Regions from separate parts of the Hordeum vulgare genome. Here region 2 is linked to region 1. The links are chromatin contacts, called in public Hi-C maps. All regions are on one chromosome and are shown on one strand. The core of a region is the stretch at or near the end of the contact, and the rest is flanking DNA. Distances in the headings are between cores, read along the strand shown.

What was found. A called contact is a pair of places that touch in the nucleus more often than the background predicts.
Region 2: a contact with region 1 is called in a Hi-C map of leaf, with 4 times the contacts expected there. The contact joins two enhancer-like sites. A contact is called at or near these places in 3 of 6 Hi-C or Micro-C datasets (leaf and seedling).

The regions. Positions count from the first base shown.
Region 1 is chr2H:429,796,586-429,804,370 of MorexV3_pseudomolecules_assembly, forward strand. No RefSeq gene overlaps it. Among protein-coding and RNA genes, the nearest start is that of LOC123426527, 230 kb to the left of the region's middle. Within about 2 kb of position 6,131, at least 2 of the 3 cell types and tissues checked have open chromatin away from gene starts, as enhancers often do. A contact at or near this core is called in leaf, where this site is marked.
Region 2 is chr2H:430,476,960-430,484,703 of MorexV3_pseudomolecules_assembly, forward strand. No RefSeq gene overlaps it. Among protein-coding and RNA genes, the nearest start is that of LOC123430201, 4.6 kb to the left of the region's middle. Within about 2 kb of position 3,547, at least 3 of the 3 cell types and tissues checked have open chromatin away from gene starts, as enhancers often do. A contact at or near this core is called in leaf, where this site is marked.

The DNA of each region.
Region 1 (7,785 bases), core at 4,881-7,380:
CTCCGATTCTAACATATTATATATGAAATTTGACTCGAACAATATTTAGAATCTAAATGTTATATTAGTTTTAGTTGTTAAATATTTCTAAAATATTTTTTTAAGTGCAAATTTAATCTATAGTGCATGATCTTTTTCTTTCGTATCGGTGGTAATCCGAATTGCAAATAAACACTCATTAAAACCATATTGAGATAAAAAAAACATCAAAAACCATGCATACACACCTATAAAAAACCTCACGGGAAAAGACAACATATTTCTCATCTTATTCCGAACGAGAGAGAGAGGGAGGGAGAGAGGGAGGGAGAGAGAGAACATTGAAATGCATTTTCATTATGTGAGCATTAAAGCCATTGTCGACAACACAAATATGATTTGTGTTATATGAAACTAAAGGACATGGTCTTGAGTCAAGGTTATGGGGTTAAGGGTGTGTGTTATTTTTGGTCTAGTATATGTATAAATTCATATGAAAGATATAATAATCTAAGGAGAAAAATAGGAAACCCATACGTATATTTTTTTTCTCTGAAGAAATAAGACATGTATGTATGTATATCCATACAATGATCATATTTGGGGTTCACATTAGGTCTCCTTATGCGCTCGGCCTAGCCCAAATGTTGCCATCGTTCTAGCCCAATGAACAAGAGTAGCGGGTGAAACTAGAGAGCAACTAGTTAGTGAGCGTTCCTTTCGAAGTCTTCCAGCAAGCACTCCCATGCACCGCTACTTGGCCCATTTTTAGTCGCCTCCACGTGGCGCACACGAAGTGTTTTCTTCGGATTTCGCTTTTATTTTGCCGCACGTGTTTTTGGCTTTTTAAATTGATTTTTTTCTGGGTTTTTTTGGTGTTTTCGTTTTTCAGCGGTCTTTCTTAGTTTTTTATGAAAAAATCAAAAAAAATTGCATGAAAAAACATATTTTCTGTTTTTTTGCGAGAGACAGAGTTTTGCTTCTGCGAGAGGCATTGTTTTGCCTTTGCGAGACCGTGCCTCTTAGAAACAAAAAAATGTATTTTTGTTTTCTTCGAGAGGCATGGTTTTGCTTCCGTGTGAGCCATGGTCGTGCCTCTTAGAAAAGGAAAAAAACGTGTTTTCTGTTTTTTTGTGCGAGAGACATGGTTTTGCCTTCGTGAGAGGCACGCTCGTGCCTCTTGGAAAAGGGAAAATGTGTGTTTTTTGCAAAAGGCACAGTTTTGTTTCCGCGAGAGGCATGGTTTTGTCTTAATAAGAGGCACGGCCGTGCCTTTCGAAAAGGAAAAAAACAATAAAAAAATCGCATTTTCGTTTTTTTCTATCGTGAGAAGCATGGTTTTTTGTGGTCTGGTTTTTCATGAAAAGAAGTTCATAAAAACTTACCAATGTGAGATCTAGTTTTGAAGATCTCGATGCGAGAAATTCAACGGTGAAAACGGTTCAAGATTTGGACACGCGGTTTAGGAGATAAAGCGTTTCTAAAATACGAATCTACGGAAAAAAAACTTTCGGGTTGCGACAAGTGACACGCATGCAGTGCGCCACTTGTCGCAACCTCGGAAGATGGGAGTAATCTTTGAAAGGTGTATTCCTAAGTTGGTGACTTCGGTGCAACTAACGAAGGGTTATGCCCTGCGAGAGAGTTCGCTGCCACGGTTCGTGTGTTGTGCGCTTTTTTGGGATTTTTAATCCTTATTATTTTTTAATACACGTTTTCAGGTTTGCATGGGTTATTTTCTGGATTCTTTTGACTTTCTTTTTTCTGCTCGGTTTTTCTAGATTTTCAAGAAAACAATTCTAGAAAATAAATTTTTTTTTTGTGAGAGGCACAACTATGTCTCTAAAAATAAGTAAAGGTTACATTTTTTTTCTTTTGCAATATGCATAGATTTGCTTCTCGTGAAGGCTCATTTTTTTATTTTACGAAATGCACGACCATGCCTTCAAAAATGGAAAAACTTGTTTTTTTTGTTTGCGTCAGAGCCCCATGTTTCCTTCCACGTGAGTCATATCTATGCCTTAGAAAACATGTTTTTTTGCTTCCGGGAGAGGCACATATTTGCCTGAAATGAAGGCAGAAGTTCGTTTCCATGAGGATTACGGTTATGCCTCTTGAAAAAAAAAATATTTTTTATTTCTACAAGAGGTACATATTAGCTTCTTGTGGAGGCACATATCTACTTCCGTGAAGTTCATAGATGTGTCTCTTGAAAAGGGAAAAAGGTAAGGGAAAACCGTGCTTCCGGCTTGGGTTTTTTCTTTCATTTTTATTCTTGAAAAAAATCCATCAGAATGTATTAGCATAGAATTTAGTTTCAAAAAACTCAACGCAGGGAATCTAACAATGAAAACAGTTTAGGATTTAGACACACGTTTTAAGAGATAAAATATTTTAAATAAAAGAATCAATCAAAAATGGAAAGTCACTGACAAATCATGCACACGCAATGTATCACTTGTTGCAACCTGAAAAGATGAGAGTGGCTTTTATAAGGAGACCCTTTTAATGATTTCGTTGTTCAATGCCTTAAGCACTGGATACACAACCGCGGACGCCGCTATGTGCCACAAGGATGAAGCCCGGGACACAAGTCCACCAAGGAAATGTCGTCACCACGATATCACTATGTGAACAGACTAATTTCTAAATCCATCATCGACTGCAAGACGTCTCATCGACGAACGATCTGTATCGTTTCTATTTTGCGTCGTTATAGTCGTTGCTATAGCCAAGACGTCGAACGACCAAAACTTGAAAACTAATAGGGTCCTAACCCTATAGCTACACATGCCTCCATGCATGATATTCGACGATCCCCTCACCACCGGCGAAAAAAGGCCGTCAGCGGAGGGGAGCCATTAGAAAATGATGCAGAAAAGCGAGCCACCTAGTGGCGTCGGCTATATCATCTTCCTTTCTTTGAGAAAAAGAAAACAAGTTCATTTTTTGTGTAATTCGGATAAATGATTCATACATTTAAAAGATGTGTGTAATGTTTAATTATTTTTCAAAAAAATTCAAAATGTATTCGGAACATTTTTCCAAAAACAATCTGCACAATGCTAATTTTGAATTTGAAAATGTTAAACATATGTAAAAAATTGAGGAAGTGAGCCTACCGCACTTGGCTAGTGGAGTGGATGTACAAACCAGCCATCCAGGTTCAAGTCTCCAAAAACACGAATTTGGATTCTTATTATTTAAAAAAACTCGTTGTGGATGGTTTTCCTTACAGTTTTTCTTAAAAAAACATGTCTAGAAAAATTCTGAGCCGTACAAAAAAGTAGAAAGACATTAATCATGTATATGGGAAAAGTTAACCATATGTACGAAAAATGTGGCACACATGTGTAGAAAAGGGACAAATACAAAATGTTCACATTTCAATAAAATAATAAAGTATTCAAAGAATGTACGTCACATTTAAACAAATCATCATAACTTTTATATATGTTATCGTGATTTTTTCAAAACAAAATGTACAATTCACTAAAAATATTTACGTAGTGTGTAATAATATTTTTATCGTTCAAAAACGTCTCCACATGTATTTAAAAATAGCACATATTTATATTAAAAATATTAAACATGTATTTGATAAAGTTTAATATACGAAAATCTATTAATATATATGAAAATGTACAACATATATGAAAAAATGGAAGTGTATTAAAAATATAAATCAATGAAAATTTGCAAGGAAAAAATCAAAGAAAACCTATAAGGAAATAAACGAAACAAAAGTATAAAGAAGGAAAAAGGAAAACAGAAAACCTTGAGAATAATAATAAAACCAAAGCATAAAATGCGAGAAAAAGATAAACCAAAAACCAGCAAATAAACAAAAGGCACTGCTGGGCGCCGGTCTGTACCCCCAACCGTTTGATGTGAGCATGTACTACCGTTAGATTAGAGCTTCTCATGTCGTCTTTCTTAGAGCATCTTCAACAGCTGTCAAAAAAACTACTCCGCGCGTTAAAAGATTCGTTTTTTAGCGCCGGACAGGTCCAATAGACACTGCAAAACAGTGCGCTCGCTAAAAACTTTTGGGCACACGCTTAAAAACACTATCGCGCGCAATATTTGGTGCGCCGGCTTGCGCGCGCATCAAACTCTGAGCTGCTGTAGGTGGGGCCGCTGGACCGGACTAGATCGGGCGCTGCACTAGTGCGCTTCTTTGGAAGATGCTCCGGATCGTGCGCTTTAAAAGTGCTACAGTGGTGCGCTAGAAAAATTATAGTGGCATGAACGAGTGAACGACTAACCTCGAAGCACCGCCTCCCAGGTTGTCGGTTCGCCGTCTGCGATGCCGGTCGTTGCCCTCGCCGGCGGTCACTGCCATGGATGTAGCTACACCTCCTACACTCGCCATGGATGGATTCCTGTGCTCGCTGTCCGCGCACGCTATGGACACCGTCTTCAGCCTTCGCTTTGCGTCACCGCTCACGCCCGCCGTCGGAATGCTACTCAAGGTCGACTCCTCCGATCGCCTGCTCCCCCACGGCGGCGCGCGCCACGCTCCCCGCCGGCTGTAGCTTTTACAGGTGCCGACTGCAGCCATTATAGCAAAAGTCGATACCGGTCGTAACAAAAATCGATACCGTTGTAGCAAAAAAAATCATTGGATGAAGGTGGCTACAACTCCGACGGACTCGGATTACAACTCTGACGAACATGGATGCAGCTTTTTTAGTGGATGATTATTGCAAAAATCGACAACTGTTGTAGCAGAAATCGATACCGGTTGTAGCAAAAGAATCCGACAAACTCGGGTTGCAACTCTGACGAACGTGAATGCATCTTTTTTAGTGGACAGTTATAGCAACAATCGACATCGGTTGTAAAAAATCGACATCGGTTGTAGTAAAAAAATCATCGGACTTGAATTGCAACTCTGACAAACATGAATGAAGCTTTTTAATGAACGATGTAATAAAATTTGACATTGATTGTAGCAAAAAATCACTAAGACGGCCAACGCACAATAAAATTAACCTTAATCCTATCACGCGCACTAGGCCGACCGAACCGTTCGAACGACCGGCTGCCCCAAACATTTCCCATAAACAAATAGCCAAAAAAGAAAAAAAGAAAAAGAGGAACTCTACTGACAACTACGAGCCACTGCCACAAGAATGCGAAGTACCGGCGCTGCAAAGTGGGTCGGTCGGCCTCTGTCGCCCGCAGGCGATTGCTGTTAGGAATCTACTAGCAAAAGAGCCCGTGCGTTGCAACAGAAGAGAAAATAACATACGCTCTGAACGTAACATGGCATCACATTTGTGTTGCTGACGATGGCCTTAGTGTTCACACAACGAAAACGCGTTTGAATGTATAGTCACTCGGAATAAGATGAGAAATATATTGTTTCTCCCCACGAGGTTTTCCAAAGGTGTGCATGTGTGGTTAACGATGTTTTCTTTCCTCTCAATTTGGTTTTAGTTTAATGAATGTTTATTGCAATTCGTATCGTCGTCGAAAATAGAGAAAAAAATGACCGTGCACTACAGATTAAGTTTGCACCAAAAATAATATTTAAGAAGTATTCAACAGTTAAAAATAACATCCTATTTAAATTCTACACATTTTTTAATCAAATTTCATATATAACATATAAAGAAGGTATAGTATCCGATAGGAATGAACATCCCATATAATGCCAATAATTGTTATTGCGAGAGCATCAAATAATCATATTTACGGCATTTAAATGAGTATGAAACATAAACAATAGACATTTTCAGAATACCACATATAAAGAAGGTATTAAAATATTAATTAAGGTTGCAACCAAAACATAATTATAAAAATATGTTAGATTTGAATTCTTGGTTTAAATAATATGAATATTTCGAAAAACATTTTGAATCTGCTCCTACACCCACAAAAAATTAAAGAGAAAAGAAGGCAAAAATAAAAAAGCTAAAACATTTTGAATCTGCTCCTACACCCATCAAAAAATAGAAGAGAAAAGAGGGCAGAAATAAAAAAGCTAAAACATTTTGAATCTGCTCTTACACCCATCAAAAAATCAAAGAGAAAAGAGGGCAAAATAAAATGCATGGATGCGATTCGAACCCAGGCTGCCTGGCTAGAGGCGCACTAGTTGAACCACCAGGACACCTTTGTAGTCGTGATAATATTTAGGATTGCCTGCTCTTAACCAACCCAAACAGCCGGTGTAAACAAACGAACCGTTTTTCTCACTTGCGGGTGGCATAGTGGGTAATTATTTGCAACTTCAGGGGTATATATTATGACGTACGGCAGAAGCAATATCTCCTTTATTATTAGGAAAAGATACGGGCGATATATAGCCCCGACAAAGAGCCGATGCCCATTCACTAACGGGCCGCAGCCGAATATATTTGGGCATTTTCTATTTGGTGCCACATGCGTTAGTTAATGTTCATTTTTGTTAACTTGCGCATGTGGCTTTCGTAAATGGAAGGTCCATCTAGGCGCTGGTTAACATTTGTTTTTTAAAGTTCTATGAACATTTTATATGTGAATGGACTTTTTAAAATATTCAATGTATATTTTTTTAAGATTGATGTACTTTTTTCTAAAAATCGACGAACATTTTCTAAAATATTAAAATTCGATGATCTTTTCTGAATATTAAATAACTTTTTTGAAATTTTATGTACATCGTTTTGAAAATGGATGATTTTTTATCAAATTGATGAACTTTATAAAGATTTTTTTAAGTTCAATGAAATTTTTAAAAAATACATGAACGAAACTCTATGAGATTTTTTCAAATTTTATGAACTTTCTAAATATTAATGAACTTTTTCTAAATTGGATGATTTTTTTTCTTAGTTCTAATCAAGTTTTTTTTTCAAATCGGACTTTTTCCAATATTAATGAACCTTTTTTAAGCTATACTCCCTCCATCCCAAAATAAGTGTCGCAAATTTAGTACTAAATAAGTTGGTAAAATTTAGTACTAAAACAACGACACTTATTTTGAGATGAAAGGAGTATTTCTTTTCAAATGAATGAACCTTTTTTTAATCTGTAAACCTTTTTTGATTTCATGTTATTATTTTCGTAACAAATAGAAAATCTGGACGTTTCTGGTCAGCACGCTAGTAGGCCGGCCCATACTAGCAACCCTCTAAGCGCCGGATCATTGGCCGGCGTGTTCAGCGCTGCATAGGAGCTCCCGTACATTTGTCTCACTCAAAATACGGTTTGCTACCGTCATGGCTGCATTCGGTCGTCTGGCTTTAGTTACGTTTCACTCAAAATAAAAGGGTGCGGTTACGTGGTGGAAGACACGATTTGTCTTCTCTCATGAAAAATATTGGTACAACAAAAATGATTGGATGCCAAAAAATACTCAAGAATTTGAAAATAAGTTCATGAATACGATAAAAGATTGTGAATTCGAAGCAAGAACACAAATTGATTTTTTCATGAATTTTTAAATGTGCATGGATTTGGAAAATAGTTCAAAAATTCCGAAGAAAGTTCACAGATTTGAAAAGGTTTGTTATATTTATGAGTTTAAAATATGTTCGTGGATTTTAAAAAAGTTTATTGTATTTTAGAAATATTAGCAAATTGAAAAAAAGTTTGCAACTTTTAGTAGAGTACGTGAATTTGATTTTTTCATAAATTCGAAAATATTTCATGAGGTTGAATCAAAAGTTCACATATTTGAAAGAGCTCACATATGAAAACTTTCATGAAATTTAAAAAGTTCAAGGATTTGAAATAAATGGATAAACTTTTAAAAAGTTCACGAACTAAGTTCATGGCTTTTAAAATGTTCATGAATTTGGAAGAGTTCAG
Region 2 (7,744 bases), core at 2,297-4,796, 680 kb after region 1:
GGTGCAGCATTCGCCAATCTGATTCCCTTGAGTTCCCCCACACTCTCAGCATGATGGAGCATAGCTCTAAACCCCTCTGCACAAAGAAGAAACAGGTATGGGGATATAGGATCACCCTGCCGTAATTAATTGCACAAAGAAGAAAGCTGACCATTAATCTTAAACTTGTACTTCACTGTTTGCACACATTTCATAATTAATTGCACGAACACCTCACTGAATCCCATCTTCCTCATAATACCTTGTAAGAATGGCCACTCAACACGGTCATAGGCTTTGCTCATGTCAAGTTTGAGAGCCATATAACCAGTTCTCCCTGATCTTTTCCTCCTAATAAAATGAGACATCTCATATGCAAGAATAGTGTTATCAGAGATCAATCTCCCTGGAACAAAAGCACTTTGGGTTGGAGAAATGATCTCCCCCAATATACTTTTAAGGCGGTTGGCCAGAACTTTAGACACGAGCTTGTAGACAACGTTGCAAAGGCTAATAGGGCGCAAGTCAGGATTCTGCACCTTCGTGATGAGTTATTTTTAATATACTAATATCAGAAACGATTTTATATTTAAAAACGGAGGGAGTAATAACTGACATGCTCTAGTCATGAAAAAACACACATGTCATGTGCTGCTCATTTGTTTCTGTCTCTTATGCCGGGCTTTGTGCGCTCTTGTGCTGGAAGATATATACTCCTATCCTGTGTCGAAAGAAAATGGAAAGCAGTCTGGGTCGGAAACCCGTTGGTGCACTCCACGGTCCGTACGGCGGCTCTCGTCTCTATCCCTATCGGCAGCCGCATGATGACGTGTCGTGTGCGCAAGCGACGAGCCACATGCTCGTGATACAGCGCTCCACGGTGGCGCCCATGCAAAAAAGCAAGTGTGTTGTCGTGGTAGGTGCAACGGTGGTACGTGCAGGTAGAGTAAGAAGTGGAAGGATGCAAGCGATTCGTACGTAGCGTACGGGTACGCCGGCCGGGTCGGAATCGGATGGTGGCTGCCCGCCTTTCGCTACTCCCCATGCACGCAGACGTAGGAGCGAAAACTCGTGATGCCCCCCCGACCCCCCGCCCCGTCGTTGCTTGCACTGTCTCCCAACTCAACACCTTTGCTTTGGCCTTTCTCGAGTCTTCCCATGTCTGCACCACCCAGCCCACTCCTCTCTGCACTGCACTGCAGCGTCTTCTCTCTCTCTCTCTCTCTCATCGACCGAGTATTCTGAAGAGCTGACGTACAGAGACGTATGGTATGGTCGGTATGGTCGAGTAGTCTGATGAGGCAACTCTTGACTTCGGATGGGTCACAGAGAGCTAACACTTTGTTGCACAACATTGATCACTTACATCATCTATGGTGCAAATTCACACGCCCGCGGACACGATTAATCAGTGACATATGGCGTATTCATTTTAAATCCTTACTTTTTCGTTCGTGCAACTGTATTTTTTATATTTTTTCTTATATGTCCGATCACTTAAATGTGGTTCGTGAAAAAGAAAGAGAATGAAAAGAAGGAATAAAAAAAAGAAAATATGGTTCGGGATGCGGTCGCGTCCTATGTGGCGAACTGGTTGGGCGTGTCCGGACACGTCCGCGAGCCCTCATACCGTCCTCATATTTGAGATGAATATGAGTGGTGTCGGTTAGTCCGGACATTTGAGACGGTACGAGGGATTCGATTTAGTCGATTTTTTGTGACCGATTAATGACCGGACGGGCTATCCCGGCGTTTGAGACGAATTTGAGAGGTCCGGCTGTAAATGCTCTTAGTCACCGATGAGATGAATGAAGTGCTGCGTTGCTGGCTCCAATCTCCGATGTTGAGATTCAGGCAACCCTCTTTCAGGAGAGGTTCTATTCGTTGCTTATTGCGGCAAGGAGTAGTGGTTTCGTACAGGGCGTCGTGCACCCTGTACTGGTCCATTTTGCAGTGGCTTCGCTTCAGAGTAGACACAATTTCAAAAACTACTTGCGATATGCATCAAACCCATAACCTCTCGTTTATGCACATGCCACGCTACCCACCACAACTCGCACGTTCACATGAGATTTACAACGGGGAAATTGAAGAAACTAAAAGCAGAAAAAAATCATGAAATTTCCAAAAAGTATTTTATAAACTTTTTTAGTGTGAAACGTCAACTGTTTTTGAAATTATGAGCAATTTTACAAAACAACATTTTTTAAAATTCTCACCGAATATTTTTTGAGTTGGCGAACAAATTGTGAAAACATGAATAATTTTTTGAATTTATAAACAAATTTCGAAAACATAAAATCTATTGAATTTGTGAACAAATTTAGAAAGCTGGAACATTTTTTGAGATGGTGAACTATTTTAAAACGTGAACAAAATTTCAAAAAGTTGATTTTTTCTTTGAAAATGTAAACAAAATTCGTAAATTTTGTACAAAGACGTGTAGAGTTTAAAAACATTAAAAAAATTCAAATTTCAGATCATTACTGAAAAATGTGAATAATATTTCGAAAAGTGAACAAATTTTGAAAAACACGGGCAAAGGTCTATGAATTCCTATAGAAGAAACATGCACACTGTTTTTAAAGCATGAACAAATTTCAATATCCGATTTTTTTGTAAAGGTGGACAATTTTTTCAAAATAACAACAAATTTACTAAAATTCTGAACAATTTCGAAAAACATGAACGATATTTGAAAAATTTGAAGAATATTTGATAATATGAACAAAATTCCTAAATTCTGAACAAAAACGAGGATTTTTTTTTAAAAACATGAGTTTTTTTTGAAAATGTGAACAAAATTCATTTACTTTATATGAAAACATGAACAAAATTTGAAAACATGAACCGATTTCAAATTTACAAACATTTATGAAAAAGGTGAAGAATTTTTAGAATTCCAGATTATTTTTCGAAAATTTATGAACAAAATTGAAAAACAAGAATAAATTTCAAATTGTGAACAAAATTATAAAATGTGAATATTTTTTGAATCTGTGAACAAATTTTGAAACAGCAAACATTTTTTGAATTATGAACAAATTTTGAAACATGAACAAATTTTGAAACGTGAACAAATTTCAAATTCATGAATAAAACTATAAAATTATTAACATTTTTCGTTAAACCGTAAAAAAAATTCAAAGTGCAAACAAATTTTGAAACATGAACAAAATTATAAAATTATAAATAATTTACAAATTCATGAACAAATTTTTGAACCGTAAACATTTTTTCATTTTGCACAAATTTTGAAACCATAGACATTTTTTGAATTGTGCACAAATTTTGAATTAATTAAAAAACAAAATGGAAACAAAACAAAAACAGAAAAGGAAAAACTGAGAGAAAAGAAAACAGAAATATATGAAAAAGAAAAACGGAAAAAAGAAAAAACCGGTTCAAGGAACCTTCTCGAAGTTTCCCAAAACCAAAAAATCGGCTGGGAACACGGTTTCCAAAACCGGAGGCGTTGGAATGCTTAAACGGGCAAGCCTGTTGCGTCGCTTCTCGGTCGCTCGCGTGTGCGAAGCACCGACAGCTTGACGCAACAAGCGACAAATAGGAGATTCCCTCTTTCAGATGGGTCCAAGGAAGGCGCCTGGGCCGGATGGGCTTCCGGCCTTATTCTACCACTAAGACTGACTGCTGGTACGTAACAATGTTTGTCGGATGGTCAAAGATTTTCTGAAGGGGATGACGGCACCAAAAGCATTTAATGCACTGGTCATTGTTATGATTCCAAAATGTAATTCTTCATAGTTACTATAACAATTTCGACCTACCAGCCTATGTAATGTATTCTATAAGATCGCGACGAAGGTCTTTACAAACCGACTGAAAGGTACATTACATGTTCTCATCTCTGAGGAGAAAAGTGCTTTCATGTATTTACTGATAATGTACTTTTGGCATACGAGTGTGTTCACGCCATTCATAAAAGGAAAAGAATGAAGTCGTTATGTGCGGGTTAAGTTAGACATGATAAAGACATATGATAGAGTGGAATGCTTGTTTTTGCAGCAAATGATGGAACATATTGGCTTTGCACATCGATGGATTTCTACGATCATGAGATGTTTGTTGTATGCCAACTATGGTGTATGTACTAACTCATGGCCGTTACTATGTTGTGTTGCTCTCTACTCTTTCCCTCTTCTTGTTATGTTTTCTCTCTGTCTAATGCGTAAATGGATTGTTTTTCTCAATATTTTCTTTTCCAAAAAGAAATGAAAAGTATAATTTCACCACATTGCCGCGCGGTTGCATGCGAGTTGTAAGGCCCATATTGATTATTGTTCATCACTCCTTTGTCCATACAGGAAAATGTTATGTTGTCGTAGCAACCGCTTCCTCTGCGCCTTCTCAAATTTAATTTTTGATCATCACTTCTTTCTTCATCTCCTTATTTTTATCCCATTTTGCATTTTTTTTCATAATTTTCATTTTATTTTCTCGGTTTTCTTTGTTCTTGTGGTAATTACTTTTACATTTTTTGTATATGTCAACAACATTTTTCTAATACATGTCCAACAATTTTAAAATAAAAATTAAACATTTTTGTAATACACAGTCAACAATTTTTCTATACATATTTTTCAAATGCATTATTAACATTTTCTAAATATAATATTTACATTTATTGAATCCATGGTCAATATTTTTTATACATTTTAATCATTTTTGAAATGCTTAATTAACAGTTTTTAAATAAAAGGTTAATGTTTTTCAGTTCAGGGTCAACATTTTTGTAATACATGATCTACAATTTGTTACAAACGTTAAACATTTTTTGAATACTTAAATAACATTTTAAAAATACTTGATAAATTTATTTTAAGTGATTTTTTTTTGAATAACTGTTTAACTTTTTTGAATGATTGTTCAACATTTTTCCGAATGCTTGATTAACATTTTTCATTTCCTTGTACAACATTTTTTAAATACGTATTCAACATTTTTTAAATGCTTGATTACTATTTTTGAAATAATTATTCGGTATTTTTCAATTATTCATTCAACAAATGTTTTAAATATTTTGGGTGCAGAATAATTTATTTTTCACCCAAGGTAATTTTTCAATTATTTTTTAAATAAATTACATTTGAAATATAAATAATTATATTTATATTGTTTTAATATGTAAAAGTTGGCATAAAAATACAAAAATATAGGTCATAAGACCAAAAAATGCATTTAATGCATATTTTACTATGTTGTTATGTAACATAAAATAATGTTTACAACCATCATATATCTTCCTGCGTTCTTCTTTTATGTATGAAATAAGATAAAATTTATGAAACAAAAAAATATGATGAATTTATATTAAAATAGAGGGGATGAAGAATAACTATTTCTCACCTAGTACTTCATCCAAAGAATTTGTACCAACTAGAAGAAAATGTATCCACAGAATTTTGGACTGCGAGTTCAATGTGCAAACCAATGTTTTAAATTGTGCGCTATGCCAAATAGCGACGAACTTTCAAATCAGCTATAGCGAAGCTATAGCGGACTATAGCAACATATTTGTACATGATTATATTTAACGACACCCTGCTGAAAAGGCTATAGCAAGGCAATAGTAGGGCTATAGCCCGCTATTCAAAACAATGATACAAAACAAAGAAGATGCAAAAAAGAAGAATCAACATGTTGGATAGATTTTCAGAAAGGGCAACGACGCGGGCGCGGTCGCCAGCTAGACCAGCCCAGCTGCCCAGAGTCTTTAGCGAGAGAAAGGCCTCGCCTCGAGGACCTCCTATCTGACGCGCGCAGGAGCTTCTAGTCGGTGCTGCAGGCGACCGTTAGCGATCCAACGCTTGCAACCTTGCTGGCATGAGTCGACCCACTAGCATGCTCATGAGCTGCCCAATTTATTTTTTGTTCTTTTTTTGTTAATCTAGTAGGAAAAAACCTTCCAGATTTTTTATTTGTTATGAAAATAAAAATATGAAATCCAAAAGGTTTATAAATTTAAAGAAATAATTTCATCCAGTTGAAAAAAGTTCATCAATTTTGAAGAAAGTTCATCTACTTGAAAAGGTGCATTGAAATAGATTTTTTTCATCCAATTTGGAAATAGTTCATTAAATTTAAAAAAGATTACTAAATCTGAAATTTTTTCTAAGAAATTAGAAAAAAAGTTCATGTATTTTATAAAAACGTTCATTGAACTGAAAAGAGTTCATAAATCTTAACAAAGTTCATCAATTTTTTACAAAATTCATCCATTTTCAGAAAAAAAAATTAATCAATTTTCAAAAAAGTTCATTGGTATTCAAAAAAGTTCATAGAATTTTCATATTTTAGAAAATGTTCGTCGATTTTCATAGAAAACATCAATTTAAAAAATGTCCAAATTTTAAGCAAGTTTATCAATATTCAAAATAGTCGACAAAAGTTTGAAAAAAAGGTCGTCACCTGTCGTCTAGATGCGCCGCCCATTTAAGAACACTGCACGCACCAATTTACAGAATGCACATTAACACGCGCGTGTAGCGTCAAATAGGAAATGTCGTCGTGTGCTGCGCACTCGGTCCCTCGACTGACCGGCCTATCTATTTTTATCTCAAAAAAATTGATGTTTTACTTTTTTTATTTTAAATTTTCCTTGTCAAATTTATTTTTCTCTAAAAAATGTTCTTATTTTATAAGGATTGTTCATTTCACAAGAAAATGCTCTCATTTTCAAATTTTGTTCATAAATGCCCTAAAAATAGAATTTCAAAATTTGTTCACTTCGTTTTAGAAAATCTTCGGTAATTCAAAAAAAGTTCACATATTTTAGACTCTAAAAAATATTTAAGTGAAGCCTAAGAGTGCAACTATTTCTTTAAAATATGACCATCGTCGTGCTTTAAAAAGATATAAATGAAGCACTAGAGCAAGAATGTGGCTCAAAAGATATAAGTGAAGGAGAAAGAGTATTCTAACAAATCATGATAAATGTGTGTCTCTCTTACGTTGGTGTGTCCAACAAATGATGATTGTGGCAAACTAAAAGCAAAAAGGCAAACTAAAAGTTGTGTCAAGAAAACAATGATTGTGGCAAACTAAAATAAAATCAAACTATAATACATGACACTCCAAGCAAAACTCATATTATGTGATGAATAAGAAGGTAGCTTCAAGTGACATATTGATAGGATGAAGAGAAAGAGGGGATGAGGTTAGATGCTTTGGTATTCCTTGAATATTAGTGTGTTGTGCCTTCGAAATCCTTAGGCTTAAGGTCTTGCCGCTCCTTGTTCATTCATCTATATGTATCTCATCCAAAACTTAAAAACTTTAGTACACAAAACTCAACAAAAAACTCATGAGATCCATTAGTATAATGGACATATCATAAATTTTAAGTACTGTTATAAATTGATTAATATTTAATTATTTTATAATAGGTACTGTATTCTAACTTCTTCATGACTTATAACTCCCTATATAATCCATAACATCACGAAAACAAGCAAATTATGGAAGTAAAAACAAAATTTGTCTAAAGTAGAACAGTCAGTAATGATTTGTACAAGAATTGTACTTATTTAACTTCAAATATTCTAAAACATTCGGACAACCTGGTAAATTTGTATAGAAATACTGCATAAAAAATTCATATGAAGAATACGTTCGAGTAAAATCGGATAAATTATGTACTCGACACAAAAGCTTTTGTTTTTGCACAAGATCAATTCTATTATCAGCCAAATAATCCCAAAGGCTTTACTTAAAAGAAACACTTATAAAAACATAAAAACGCAAG